3 separate regions of the Sus scrofa genome follow, and regions 2 and 3 are each linked to region 1. A link is a contact called in public Hi-C and targeted proximity ligation data. All regions are on one chromosome and are shown on one strand. The core of a region is the stretch at or near the end of the contact, and the rest is flanking DNA. Distances in the headings are between cores, read along the strand shown. Region 1 overlaps ALDH1L2 (mitochondrial 10-formyltetrahydrofolate dehydrogenase). Region 2 has its middle 68 kb from the start of CHST11. Region 3 has its middle 44 kb from the start of TRNAA-UGC.

Region 1 (4,919 bases), core at 87-2,586:
ATTACAATCGAATGGAACCTGTCCCCTGTTGGCAGAGTCACCCCAAAGGACTGGAGAGAAGAGCAATCATCCCAACTGGTTTAATACTGAATTGTTTCAAAACCACCTCATAATTAATGCCAAGTAAAAGCTCTCTGTACCCATTAAAATATGGCATGACTGAAGAAATAAAGTATATTTGAAATCTTCAAAAAATGCATTTGTTTTTAAGTTCTTTCCTTCTCTTATCTGATTTAAAAGACAACTGCACAGAGCAATAACTATAAAACTATGCCGGTGGACTTATAATGTATAGAGATGTATCTGCATGACAATAATAGCACAAATAAGAGGGTTGGAAGCAGAGCTACACAGTAGCAAAGTTCTACACTTGTTGGTATTAATCTGAGCTAGAAGGTTTTAAGAAAAATGTCTATGGGAATCCTCAAGGCAATCACTAGGAAAATAACTAAAAATATACAGCAAAAGAAATGAGAAGAGGTTAAACTAGCATACTAGACAAAATCACTTAACAAAAAAGAAAGCAGTAAAGGAGGAATCAAGGAGCAAAAAAAAAAAAAGAAAAAAAGAAAGAAACCCATAAAATAGACATATAGAAGCACGTGTCAAAGGAACAGAGATAAATTAGACTTAATCAAATTTTAAAACTTCTGTGTGTTAAAGGACACTATGAAAAAAAAATGAAAAGACAACCTGTAGAATGGGAGAAAATATTTAGAAATAATATATCTGACTAGGGTCCAGTATCTAAAATATAGAAAGGCCTTGTAAACTTAAAAACAGGCCAAGGATTTGAATATATATTTCTCCAAAGAAGATATACAAATGGCCAATAAGCGCATGAAAAGAGGTTTATCAGGAGTTCCCGTCGTGGCGCAGTGGTTAACGAATCCGACTAGGAACCATGAGGTCGCGGGTTCGGTCCCTGCCCTTGCTCAGTGGGTTAACGATCTGGCATTGCCGTGAGCTGTGGTGTAGGTTGCAGACGCGGCTCGGATCCCGCATTGCTGTGGCTCTGGCATAGGCTGGCAGCTACAGCTCCAATTAGACCCCTAGCCTGGGAACCTCCATATGCCGTGGGAGCGGCCCAAGAAATAGCAAAAAGACAAAAAAAAAAAAAAAAAAAAAAAGAAAAGAGGTTTATCATTAGTCATTAAGGAAATGTACATTAAAATCACAACGAGATACGATTTTATACCCACAACAGCTGAAACAGAAAAGACAGACCACAGCATATGTTGGTGAGGACATGAAAATTAGAAGCCTCCTACGTTGCTAGTGGCATTGTAAAATGGGGTAGTCACTTTGGAAAACAGCTGGGTAGTTCCTCAAAAAGTTAAACACAGAGTTACTACATGACTCACCAAGGCCACTTCCAGATATTTACCCAAGAGGGTTGAGAACATATGGTCACCCAGAAACTCATACATGAAGTTTCAGAGCAGCATTATTTATAATAGCTCCAACGTGGAAACAACCCAAATGAACATCGACTGAGGAGTGGAGAAACAAAATGTGGTTTATCCACACAGTGTAGTATTTAGCCAGAAAAAGAAATAGAGCGGTAGTATTCTCTACAACGTGGATGACCCTTGAACACATCATGCTGAGAGAAAGAAGCCAGATGCTAAAGGTCACTCGTTCTAGAATTCCATTTGTATGAAATATCTAGACGAGGCAAATGCATAGAGACAGAATGTAAATGAGTGGTTTCCAGGGGGCAGGAGCTGGGAGAGGAGAGCACGAATGATTGCCAGTGAATACTGGGTTTCTTTGGGGGGCGTGATAAAAATGTTCCAAAATCAGACCGTGGTGATGGTTGCACAACTCAGTGAATACACGAAAAACCAATGAAGTGTACATTTTAAAAGGGTGAAATGTATGGTACCTGAATTCAAATCTCAATAAAACTGTCATTTTAGGAGTTCCCTTCGTGGCGCAGCAGAAACAAATCTGACTAGGAACCACGACGAGGTGGTAGGTTTGATCCCTGGCCTCGCTCGATGAGTTAAGGACCCCGGTGTTGCTATGGGCTGTGATGTAGGCGGCAGAGCAGCTCGCATCTGGCGTCACTGTGGCTACCGTGTAGGCCAGCAGCTGCAGCTCCGATTCGACCCCTAGCCTGAGAACCTCCACATGCTGCAGGTGTGGCTCTAAAAAGCAAAACAAACAAACCAAAAAACACTGTCATTTTTAAGAGGTTGCAAGTGTAAAAAGCAATGGAGGCAAGCCCCCTCATTCCTGCGCAGGCTTACGTAATCCACCACAAGCTCCTCTTCCTGATCGTCCCCTCTCAGTTTCCGCACAACTTTCTGGATGAAGTCTTCAAACTTGGTGGCCATGTAAACATCTTCATTCTGCAGCTGAAGCCCTCCACATTTCTGCCTGATCTCTTCAACCAGCCTGAAGGGAAGAACAAGCTCATGTGACTGACATTCTATTACAGAGTTTAGGAAGGCTGTATCATTACATTTAAGTTGCTTTGAGGTCAGATGTATGTCACATGCCCATTTATGTCTCTTTGATATTAATCAGAGAAGTTGATAAGATTGGGAGATAAAAATTGTAAAGCTGTATTGAAGGACAGGGGCAATTTGAAAATAAAAAACTTTACACATGACGAGAAATATAAGAAATCAAGGCAAAGACATTTTAATTAACTTGCAAGCAAGATGATAAATGGCACATAAAGTCAGTTTCTTTCCTTCTAAATGTACTCAAGGATTAAGAAATCAGTCTCTTGTGACAGAAGATGATGGAAGATAAGAAAAAGAATGTATACAGGTATGACCAGGTCACTTTAATTACAGCAGAAATTGACACGACATTGTAAATCAGCTATACTGTAATAAAAATTTTTTAAAGAAATAAAGGATATTTCTGAACTGGGAAGATGATGAGAAACAAAAGTCATATCACAGAATATGTTCTCCAGTTCCTATGTGAGAATAAAATAAACATTTGTTTGTATTCCGTGGATAAGACAGGTACAAACTAAAACAATGGAGTGTGTTCATATAATTTGTAAACTCCTTTCCAATCTTTTGATTTTTCACTGTTAATGTTTTAAATGACAGCTGTAGTTCGACATTTCTTGAACAACAATAGTGTACTAGATGCAGTGGAGAAAGCCTATCATAGTTTTTCAGCCATTTATTCTCTAAAAGAGATAAGGCGCCTTGTTAGTTCGAAATGCTATCAGATGATGGTGATAAGTCAGACACTCAAACAGGAAATGGATAATTCCTGCAGGAGTATCTTGCTTGCAAAAAAAAAAAAACAAAAAACTAAGAAAGAAAGACTAAAAGTACAATGTTGCAATCTTCAGTTGAACAAATTAGAAGTTTCTGAGAAATCAGTGCTGAGGAATCTGTAACTTGAGGGACCAAAACTCTTCACTTCTGATAATGACATCTGCTCTCGAGAGGATTGTTTTTGATTATTGGAATAAAAAAGATCCATGAATGAAGGGACTTTGGCTTGTTCATAACTGTACCCCCAGTGCAAAAAACAGCTCCTGATACGTCTTAAACGTGCAATAAATTGTGTTACATACATGAGTGAATAAATGAGTAAAACAGAGTTTTCATCAAGAAGGGTAATGAATTCATCCTGCTTTGAGAATCCTGTCAACATGAAAGACTGTCAAGAGGCCTTCGCCTTGTTTATTTAGTGAATGGCCATGGTTCAGTCCGGGAAGAAAAGGCACTTTTGCAAGATGCTCCATTTTTAGGATTGTGGTCTGCTCTTCCTGCCACAGAGGAGGCTTTCTATTCCTCTAGGCCTTTCAACTTGTTCTAAACCTCTGTAGAGAAATTCTGACTCTAGGGTGACGATCCTGACTCTTGCAAGTAGCCTGATAATCCTCCTTCTGGACATGTCATATGGGTAACTTGGGGGGATGGGGGAAAAAAAAGATTTCGGGTAAGTGCGATCAATGTCAGGCATTCTTTTGGATGAGACTGAGCAAATTCCCAACTAACATTCTCAACCAGAGCTTCCCAATTCCAATATCAAATTAGAGGAGAATCACCTAAGAAATATGAAGACAGATTTTTAAAAGAAGCAATTAGAAAGGTTGTTTTCTAGGGACATAGGAAGTATGAAAACAGCTCCTGGTTAGCAACAAAGAAGGGAATAAATACATGTATTTGACCATGGGAACAAAAAAGACCAAAACAGATGAAGAAAAGAGAAACAGGGTGGGATGGGTGGGAAAGAGTCTCAGATGACAGGACAAAGAGTGTGGACTTGCTTTTCAAAGTTGAGGTCAAAAAAATCCCTGGTGGAGGGGATGCAAGCAAACTGAGCGGTGGTTTTTACCTGGCAACATCCATCGAGCTTGCTCCAGATTTAAAGAAGTCTGTTGAATCTTCAATAACAGGGATGTTGCTTAAAATTCCAGCCCAGATGACCTATGCAAGGGAAACTTTCATGAGGGACGTGCCACATAGGTCACTGTGGCAGAGACCAACCAGCTCTTCATCAAGCCCACTTCTTTACACTGCTCGATGACATTTCTCAGCAGTTACTTAAGTTAGCTGCAGCCATGTGACTGACTTCTGGCCAGTGGATCTAAGTGACCTCCCAGTCTTGGCCCATGAAAAACCTCCCCCCCACAGTTCTCCGTGTGCTTGTGCCCTTCTTGGCCATCAGGGATGGGGATGACCCCCAGCGGGACCTTGAAGATAGCGAGCCTGGGGCCCTGCATGATTCCTCCCCAACCCTCGCATTCCAGCTTCACCCCTGACCCCCACACCACCCTGGAGTGGCTGGTTATTTATTATTCATAAATAATGTGAAGGAAAAACACATTTGTGTATACATTTTGGCACTGATTTCTTTTCGCGGCGAAGACAAAAAAACTAAGAGGAAATAAAGTTTCATCCCAAGTAACTGCGAGGATTAATTGCACCAGT
Region 2 (5,161 bases), core at 893-3,392, 620 kb before region 1:
AATATTTTGCAGTTTTCAGCATATAAGTCCTATACATGTTTTGTTAGATTTACACCTAAGTATTCCATCTTTTTGTGAACAATTGTAAATGGTATTGTTTTCAAAATTTTGATGTCTGTGCGTTCATTGCTAGTGTATAGATATCCAGTTGATTTTTGTATATTTATTTTGTCACCTGTGTCTTTGCTAAACCCCCTTATTAGTTTGAGAATATTTTTGTAGATTTCCTGGCAGTTTTCTACATGGACAGTCATGTCAACTGCAAACACATCTTCCTTTCTGGTCCAAATGCCTTTTATTTCCTTTTCTTGCCTTACTTCACTGGCTAGAACTTTGAGCACTCTTGTAAGAGTGGTTAAGAGTAGATGTCTTTGGGGGTTCCTACTACGGTGCAGTGGGTTAAGGATACGGCATTGCCTTTGGTGGTGAGGGTTCAATCCTCGGCCTGGCTCAGTGGGTTAAGGATCTAGTGTTGCCACTGCTGTGGCTGTGGTTACTGCTGTGGTGAAAATTCAATCCTGGATCCAGGAACTTCCGCATGTTGAGGGCTTGGCTCAAAAAACAAATAAAAAGGAGTAGAGGTCTTTGTCTTGTTCCCAACATTATGGGAAAGCATTCAGTCTTTCAAGATTAAGTAGAGTTTTGTGGGTTTTGGTAGATATTCTTTTTAGAAAATGTTCCTCCATTTCCACTTTTTCTGAGTGTTTTTAAATCACAAATGGGCATTGAATTTTGTCAAATGCTCTTTTCTGCATCAATTTATATGAATATGGGATTTTCTTCTTTAGCTTGTTAGTATAGTAGATCTCACTGATTATTTTCAAATATTAAATCAGCCTTGCATGTCTGGGATAAATTCTTTGTATATACTGCTGGATTCCACTTGCTAATATTTTATTAAGGATTTTGTATCTATATTCACGAAGAATATTGATCTTTAGTTTTCTTTTTTTGTACTGCCTTTGTCTGGTTTGATATCAGGGTAATACTAGGATAATACTAACTTCATAAAGTGAACTGGAAATGTGCCCTCCTCGTGTATATAGCGTTAATTCTTCTTTAAGTATTCTGTAGAATCCTCCAGTGACACCACCTGGGTGGGTGTGGAGACATCTTTTAGGGGGAGCTTTTAATTACAAATTCATTTTCTTAATAGTTGTACGTATATTCATATTATCTAGTTCACATTGAGTGGGTTACATTCATTTGTATTTTTCAAGGAATTGGTCCATTTTATCTAAATCGTCAAATAATGTGTATTCTCGACAGCTTTTTTTTTTTTTTTTTTGGTCTTTTTACCTTTTCTAGGGCTGCTTCCACGGCATATGGAGGTTCCCAGGCTAGGGGTCTAATCGGAGCTGAAGCCACTGGCCTACGCCAGAGCCACAGCAATGAAGGATCCGAGCCGCGTCTGCGACCTACACCACAGCTCACGACAAACCGGATCCTTAACCCACTGAGCAAGGCCAGGGACCAAACCCACAACCTCATGGTTCCTAGTCGGATTCGTTAGCCACTGAGCCACAACGGGAACTCCTCAACAGCTTTTTGAAATTCACTTTCCTCTGCTAGTTCCTCTCATGTTGCAATGAGATGCTGATTCCCCCACACAGCTTCCCCACCCTCAATCAGGTCACAGAGCTGATAAATGATGAAAAGAATTATTCTGTGTCTCAACCCAGAACCAGCATCCTGGACCCTCAGGCAGAGCCCAGGATGGGACAATCCCAATATAAGCTCACAGAGTTTCAGGAGGAACTGGCCATGGGCTTCTCGAAAGTGTCCCAGACCCGATAGGGAGGGAAACACCCTAAGTCACCTCCCTGGTGAGACCTCAGAGGAAGAAGAGCCCTTCCGGACCAGGTTTGAGAAGAAACGTTGAGGACCCTGGGCACCACTAGGTGGCGCTCAGCATGCACAGTTTCTCGCAGTGGCCGGCGGTGGATCCAAGAAGCTCTGCCTCGGAAGACAAGGCTGTGAGGCATTTTGTTCGTTAGAGAGATGAGCTCTAGAATTCAGAGCCTGCAAAAAGACCCCAGGGACAGAGGGCTGATGGCGTTTGCAACCCTCTCTGAGGCTTCCCTGCAGGCAAAGGTGCTATGGCTTGGGAGGGCGGAGCTGGCTGCCGGAAGTCAGAGGCGCCAAAGCACAGCTGCGGAGGCAAGAACATCCTCCCAGAGCTTCTGAGCGGTGACCCTCCAGCCGGTCCTGCCGCATCCTGAAGAATCTACGTCAGTCCCCTTCGAGGGCTGTTCCTCAGCGCCGTATCCCTCACACGATCCAGCCCCTCATTCAATACACTTTCAGGGAAGAGCCCTCTGCAGTCCACTGGGAGGCCGAGGGTGCTCCTGCCTCTGCCACCTGACTGCACCTCCGCCGAGTCTGGAGCAGCTTCTTTCCTAGATTCTGCGCCAAGTCCAAATCCTGACTCAACCTCTCACAGGCGGTGCCACCTTGGGAAGTCACTTAACCTTGTGACCTCAGCTTCACGTCTGCCACCTGGGGATGATGATGACACCATCTCATAAAGTTGTGACGCCCTAATTTAGGTTTTCATTTTCCTTCCTGTCCTGTGGAAAAGAGAAGAACTTTCCTTGGAGCCTCCTGCTCTAGGATGTGCAGGACCTAGTGAGCCCTCCATGGGGCTTTGAAGGTATTTTTATCATCACTCTTTTATTGCTACTCTTTGTGCCTTTTCTACCCCAGCCCTAGCGGCAGATGCATCCACATTCTACTGCTGCTCTAACAGATGACTACAAATGGAGTGGCTGAAAACAACGTACATTTGGCGTTCCCTGGTGGCACAGAGGGTTGTCACTGCTGTGCCATGGGTGCGATCCCTGGCCTGGAAACTTCTGCATGCTGTGGGTGTGGCCAAAAAGAAAAAAAAATGCAGATTTATTCCCTTGAAGTTCTGGTGTCCAGAGTCTATAAGCAAGGTGTTGGCAGAGCTGAGTTGTTTTTAGAGGCTTCAGGGAATAATTCGTCTCCCCATCTTCCAGGGCCACCCACATTCCTTGGCTCGTGACCCCCCCACCTTCTGGCATCACTCTGACCTCTGGCTTCCATCATCCCATCTTCTGCTTACCCTCATCCTCTTTCCTCCCTCTTCTAAGGATCCTTTTGCTTTGGACCCATTCAAATAATCCGGGACAGTTCGAAGCTCTGTGCCTTAATGATGGTAACCGAAGGGCAGAGGAGTGCTTCACAGGAGGCTCCAGGGAAAGTTCTTCTCTTTTCCACGGGACAGGAAGGAAGACGAAAATCGCTGAAGCAGTAGGCATGGGAAGATGCCACATGCAAAAGAGTTTCATCACAGCATGGCCTGTAACAGCGGACAACTCAAGGAAATCATAGACTTTGGTTAAGAAGGTGGTGGCGTATTGAGAAAAAATTGCTGTGCTGATATTTAAAATTATGTAGTGACTATAAAACATGAAGAAAGATTTGCAGAATAGTTTTGAGAGAAAAAATTATACACACAACTGTGTGTGTATATATGTACCTATGTATGTGTGGCCTATCTATCCGTGATTATAACCATGTAAACATTATGTGAGTTTATAAGAATTAAAGTCAGGAGTTCCCTTCGTGGCTCAGCGGTTAATAAACCTGACTAGGATCCATGAGGATGAGGGTTTGATCCCTGGCCTCACTCAGTGGGTTAGGATCCGGTGTTGCTGGGATCTGTGTTGTAGGTTGCAGACACGGCTCGGATCTGGCATTGCTGTGGCTGTGGCATGGGCTGGGGCTACAGCTCCGATTGTCCCCTAGCCTGGGAACTTCCATGTGTCGCACGTGTGCCCCAAAAAGCAAAAAAAAAAAAAAAAAAAAAAAAAGGAATTAAAATTAGAGGCCATTATTAATAAATGAAAATAATTACTTTGTAAGGCTGCTGGGATTTTGAACAGCTAAAAATACCCTGTAAACTATTCTACAGTAGCTTCTGCATTTTTTGTCCTCTAAGGACCCCCCACAGGAGTTTCTGAGCAGGTAACCATTGGCTGGTTGTCATCTTCCAGGGCCTGCTTGGTGAACCCATTATTCCGACGTCCCTGGTTCCACCCTTCAGAGATTCAGATGGACGCTGTGTGTGGCAGAGTGGAGAGACGAGCTGGCCTGCTTCCTGTCCTGCTCCTGGGTGGGCTAACATATCTCCAATTGTTTAACGCGGCTGGACTGGGCTTTTGATGGAGGCAGAAAGCATCATAACCTCAGCCCTTTCCACAGTTTCTCCTTAGCTTTCTCTCGTTTTCGCAACACTATCACCTTTAAAAAGCTGTTGAAAAGAGCCACTTCTGGAAATAGTGTTCTATGGAAACAACCTTTCCCTGTGCTTCCCACCTCCAGGTCCTTTGTCCCATCTTCTGCCCATTTTTTTCCTACTGTCTTTTTTTTTTTCTAGAGCTTTGAACCTCAAACTTAGGCTACATCAGAATAATGGGGAACAGCCAGTTCTTTAAAATGTACACTCTTGGAGTTCCCGTCGTGGACAGTGGTTAACGAATCCGACTAGGAACCATGAGGTTGAGGGTTCCGTCCCTGCCCTTGCTCAGTGGGTTAAGATCCGGCGTTGCCGTGAGCTGTGGTGTAGGTTGCAGACGCGGCTCAGATCCGCGTTGCTGTGGCTCTGGCGTAGACGGTGGCTACGCTCCGATTCAACCCCTAGCCTGGGAACTCCATATGCCACGGGAGCGGCCCAAGAAATGGCAAAAAGACAAAAAGACAAAAAAAAAAAAAAAGCACACTCTTGGGCCTCACTTCCAGGAGCTGCTTTAGTCCAGTTCCTGAGTGGGGTCTTTGGATCACCATTTTTACCAGGCTCTTCAGTGACCGTATAGACAATGGATTTGAGAACCACTGTTTGGTTACGTTTTCGGGGTGTGCCCTGGGACTGTGGGCAAACCCAGGGGGGATGAAGAGAAGAGACCATCTGAAGAGCATGGACGCTGTGCTTGCTTCCTTTTCCTTCAAGTGCATAATCCAAGGCCCAAATGAGAAACGACGGCGATATTGGCACGTCGTATATCTGATGCAGGGTGCATCTCCAAAATGTATAAAGAACTCATACAACTCAATAGCAAAAAACCAAACAATCCAATTAAAAAATGGACAGAGGATCTGAATAAACATTTTTCCAAAGAAAATATTCAGAGGGCCA
Region 3 (4,728 bases), core at 90-2,589, 770 kb before region 1:
CCCCCTTTTTATGGCCACGCCCCCTGCATGTGGCACGTGGAGGTTCCCTGGTCAGTGACTGGGTCCAAGATGCAGCTGTGACCTACTCCGCAGCTGCGGCAACCTGGGCTCCTTCCACCCACTGCTCCCAGCCTCCAGCCGCGCCTCTGCAGCGACCTGACCCGCTGCAGTCTGATTCTTAGCCCACTGCTCCACAGCCAGGAATCCCTCCTTCTTTCACCTTTGTATTTTCCTGTTTATCTTTGGTGAGTGTATTTTAATGTGAAAAGAAAAAAACGCACTTGCTTGAAAGAGAAGGGGCGCGGGAGCAGGGTGTCGCCGGCGGCGGCCGGCAGGGGGCGCTCGGCCTCCGCTCGGCGTTGCTCGCCGCGCGTTCCCACAGGGCCCCGCGCGCCATGGGCTGCGCCAAGAGCAAGGAGGCGCGGGCGGCCGTGCGGGAAGCCCAGGGCAAGAGAGGACGTGGCGGCCGCTCAGTAGGTATGACCGAGGGCCACGTCGCGGCCCCGGGGCCCTCCAGACGGTCGGCGACCACCGGCCCTGGTTGGGTCCCTCGTCCTGGAGCCTTCGGCCTGGCAGCCCTTGGCCGTCGTCGTGAGCCCGACGACGGGCGCCGGCCTGGAGAATCCAGAAACGGGCGAGGCCTTGGGGATGCCCCGCGGCGGGAAAGAGCCACCGCCCCGTGTTTACCCCAGGACACGTCGGTGGTGGCGGCCGTCCAGGTAGCGTTCAAGGTGGTCGGAGGCTGGTGCTGGGCAGCCACGATCTGAGAAGACCGTTCAGAGCTAACCCTACGGAGAATTACGGGTCCCTTTCCTGCCTGCGGGCTGTTGAGTGTGTATTGAGTTTCCAAAGAAAGGAAACATACTACCCATCGGGAATTACCTTCCTTTCTTGAGAATCCGGGACCCAGGGCTGAGGGTGAAGGAGCTAAGCCCCAAGGGAAGTTTAGGTCTTTTAACTGGGCAGGTCTTGGGTGGCGCCCAAGGACCCCCAGGCCCCCCCCACCTTCTTGCCATCCATCCCAAATCTTATCAGACAGACCTTCCCCTTTCCCACCCCCTATCTTAGCTTCCTTCCCTCCTTCCTCCCTCCCTCCCTTTCACATTTCTGACACCACCATCCCATTTTATCCGTTCAGTTACTCTTTGAGATGGGAAAGGTTGCTTCTGTTTTCTCCACTTTGCAGTTAGTGAATAATAATGGCGAACAGTTATTGAGCAGTGTTTCAAGCACTTGACATGAATTATCTTGTTTCACTTTATCAGCAGTACCCTGAGACGGGTGAATCATACCCTCACATTTTACAGATGAAGTAACTGAAACACAAGGGGTTATGAAACTAGCTGGGATCTAAGCTGAGGCATCTTGGCTCCAAAGTGCAGATCCTAACCCTTGTACAGCTCCCCTCCCCTCTTGGTTTTACAAGTGTGAAAACGGAGACCCAGAAAAGTAACAATTCCCACGAATGGAATTGTTAAATGCTGGAGGATCTGTCTCTTTCAATTTAGTTAGCAGAGCATATGGTGAAAGGCTCAGAGGAATGGAAAAAAACAGCCAAGTGAGGCAGGCAGCTCCTTGGAAGAGCTAGGACTTGGCAGGGAGTGTCTGACGGGAAAAGCTCATGCTCACCCCTGGGAGCAGCTGACAAGACCATCCTGGAGGAGCTGAGGACCTAAGTGGGGGAAGGGAAGAATGGGAGAGAAGGTTGAGTGGGGGGCAGTTCCTGCTCAAGCACAAGCAGCTCGTTTGTGGCCATCCCTTGGCTTTCTTCCCATCTACACAGGGGAGGGTTAGTCTGTGTGTCCTAAATTTGCCTTTCCTGTACCAGGTTTAGGATTTCTCCCATATCCATGTACTACTATTTACTATCTTTAATTACACCCACCCTTTGAAATACTTTTTAAGTGAAGTATACTGTACGTACAGAAAAGTGCAATTATTGTAATACAGCTTACTAAATTTTTGCAAACTAAACAGCCCTATCCAGCCAGCACCCAGGTAGAGAAACACTTCCAGTCCCCCCCAGAAACCCCCCACCACCCATGCCCCTTACTCCCACACCAAGGCAACCACTTGGCTGATTTCTAATAGCATGCATTTCTCACCTGCCCTGCAGTTACTGTTTGAAATAAATTTAGCACTGTTTTAAGCATTAATCTATGAAAGCCCTGCATCGTTCTGGATGTTTTTCTGTACACAGACATATTTGCATCCAATTGAAATTTAAAATGTTCTTTCATGTATCACCTGTAAACATTCTAGAAGGTGTCTTCCTTGGGTATCGCCAGTGATCTGCACACCGGATTTGGTGAAATGTTAGACGACATGTTCTCTCAGTTCCCTCCCACTGCAAAAGTATGTGCCTCGGTTCCAAGAAACTGATTTCTTAAGTGAGCAGCCAGAATCTAATGTGAGGTTTCACACAATCTGGCCCAAGTTGTAATGGTGAAGAATGTCTTAATTGAATGACTCTTCAAGGAAGCAGCTATTACTTAACAGGCACGAGGGACACCAGGAAATAAGGCATGATCTCAGCCCTTAACATAGGGGCTAGTGCGGAGGAATAACAGAAAATGCTGTGTCATCATGTGTAATCAAAAAGGTAGATGGGTACAAGATACCTGGGAAGAAGAGTAAACTTCTGAGTGCTGAGAGTTTATATTTCTACCATGACACACATTCCATCCTATTTTGATTAACTCGTAAACACTTATTTTTCTGACTGGATTTTTGAGAATCAGTGTGTCTTGTTCATTATAACATCTTCCACAGTCCTTGGTGCACTGCCTTGAAGGTGGGAGCCAGTAAATGTATTCATATTGTCCATATGGCAAAGGGCAATTTTTTAGAAGTGAGGAATTTTCTAAAAGCTGATGATACCAGTGCTACCATTTCTTCAGTGAGGCCCGGAGACAGTGTTTCTTAAAGTGTGATCCTAAGACCCCCTGCCAGAGAATGAATTAGGTGAGAATTAGTTGCACAAGAGTGTTTCTCAAAGTGTGGTCCTGAGACCACCTACAAGAGAATTAATACACATAAGGGAGGTGTAGCTTCAAAGCTCATTTTCCTGGCCTCCGCCCTGGACCCGTTAAATCGGTCTCAGAGTATTGGGCCAGGAGTCATCACTTTTGGTAGCTTAGCTGTTTCTGTTCGAACCAAGGTCTGTGAACGCAGCAGTGAGGTATTTGGGCTGGAGTCAAACCATCTTTTCTTGAGAAGAGGTCCTGACCTCAGCAGTGGGGCTGAGGCTTGGGTGGAGGCAGCTCCTGCAGCTGGTTGAGCCTGATAGAGTGAGTCCGATGTAGTAAGAGGAGTGGAAATCTGTGGTGTGGAACCAAAGGTCATCCTGACTTTCATGCTAGGAATGTGCACTGAGAATTTAATATCGCATGATCTAGTAGATGATTCAAGAGAAAATGTGTTTTTAGCCCACATCAGCCCGGCAACTTAAATAAAATCTTTGCTCGTCATTTGGATCTTCACACTTAAATGTTCACTTCTTTATATTAATGCGTAGTGAGTAATTTAAAGCTTTCAAATTATTAGTCTTATTTATTTATTTAGGGCCATACCCACAGCATGTGGAAGTTCCCAGGCTAGGGGTCACACCAGAGCTACAGCTGCTGGCCTATGCCACAGCCACAGCTATGCCACATCTGAGCCGCATCTCTGACCTAAACCACAGCTCACAGCAATGCTGGATCCCTAACCCACTGAGTGAGGCTAGGGATTGAACCGGTGTTCTCATGGACACTAGTCAGATTCCTTTCCACTGAGCCACGACGGGAACTCCTATTTCGTCCTTTTTTTTTTTTTTTGGTCTTTTCTAGGGCCGCACCCACGGCATATGGAGGTTCCCAGGCTAGGGGTCCAGCCGGAGCTGCAGCTGCCGGCCTACACCACAGCTCTCGGCAATCCTGGATCCTTAACCCACTGAGCAAGGCCAGGGATCGAACCCGCAACCTCATGGTTCCTAGTCGGATTCATTAACCACTGAGCCACAACAGGAACTCCTAGTCTTTTTTTTTTTAAGTGTGTTTTGGTTTACAGTTGGATTGAGTTCATGAAAGAAGGGGTTAATTATGTGCCCCCTTCTTTTTTTTAAACTGTCATAGACCATCATTGAATGTTTCATTGATGTTTCTTCTATTTCGGTTTATAGCTCTAGGCGTTCCTGTTAGAAAATAGACTGTATGTGTATAGCTGTAAATCACTATCACAAATCACTATTTGATAGAAGCATAGTGTTCCCTATTGGATTAAGTGATAGTGCAATGGTTTTCAGCTTTCAACTTTCAAGCGTATCGAAGCTTTTATATAGGTGTGCTACCAACTATTGATGAAGATGTAAAAGTTATTTTTTGCTACAGTTGAGCGTGGGTGTGCCATGTGTGTAAGGTGTGTGTACACACGCAGAGATACATATACTTCAGGTGTCAGTGTCTGTTAGATGAAAAACTGAGCAGAGCAGGTGCTGGGAAGTTGTATAGATGGAGAAATAACTTGTTATGGGGAGAAGTAAAAGGACGTGGTTGAGGGGTTGAAAATCCACACACCTGGAGGGTCAGCAGTTAATACAAATGAGTGCAGCAGGCAGGTGGTAAGCAGTAGAGAGCGGTGGGATGGGGCAGCCCGGGGAAAGAATGCCTTAAGAGGGACAGCCTCTGCACAGCTCCCCTTCCATTGCATGGGTGGGACGATGAGTGTGGTGTTGCTGGACCTTATGAC

What was found. A called contact is a pair of places that touch in the nucleus more often than the background predicts.
Region 2: a Hi-C map of retroperitoneal adipose tissue shows a contact between it and region 1, with 3 times the contacts expected there. A contact is called at or near these places in 1 of 5 promoter capture datasets (liver), 18 of 47 Hi-C or Micro-C datasets (adipose tissue, alveolar macrophages, blood and 13 more) and 2 of 2 datasets of targeted methods (alveolar macrophages and skeletal muscle).
Region 3: a targeted proximity ligation map of alveolar macrophages shows a contact between it and region 1. A contact is called at or near these places in 4 of 47 Hi-C or Micro-C datasets (epiblast stem cells, heart right ventricle, liver and 1 more) and 1 of 2 datasets of targeted methods (alveolar macrophages).

The regions. Positions count from the first base shown.
Region 1 is chr5:79,517,493-79,522,411 of Sscrofa11.1, reverse strand. ALDH1L2 (mitochondrial 10-formyltetrahydrofolate dehydrogenase) reads right to left here. Exons shown (of 24, transcript XM_001926587.6): 9 at 4,324-4,415; 10 at 2,256-2,403. It also overlaps the pseudogene LOC102158073. Among named protein-coding and RNA genes, the nearest start is that of ALDH1L2, 27 kb to the right of the region's middle.
Region 2 is chr5:80,134,627-80,139,787 of Sscrofa11.1, reverse strand. No RefSeq gene overlaps it. Among named protein-coding and RNA genes, the nearest start is that of CHST11, 68 kb to the right of the region's middle.
Region 3 is chr5:80,283,727-80,288,454 of Sscrofa11.1, reverse strand. No RefSeq gene overlaps it. Among named protein-coding and RNA genes, the nearest start is that of TRNAA-UGC, 44 kb to the right of the region's middle.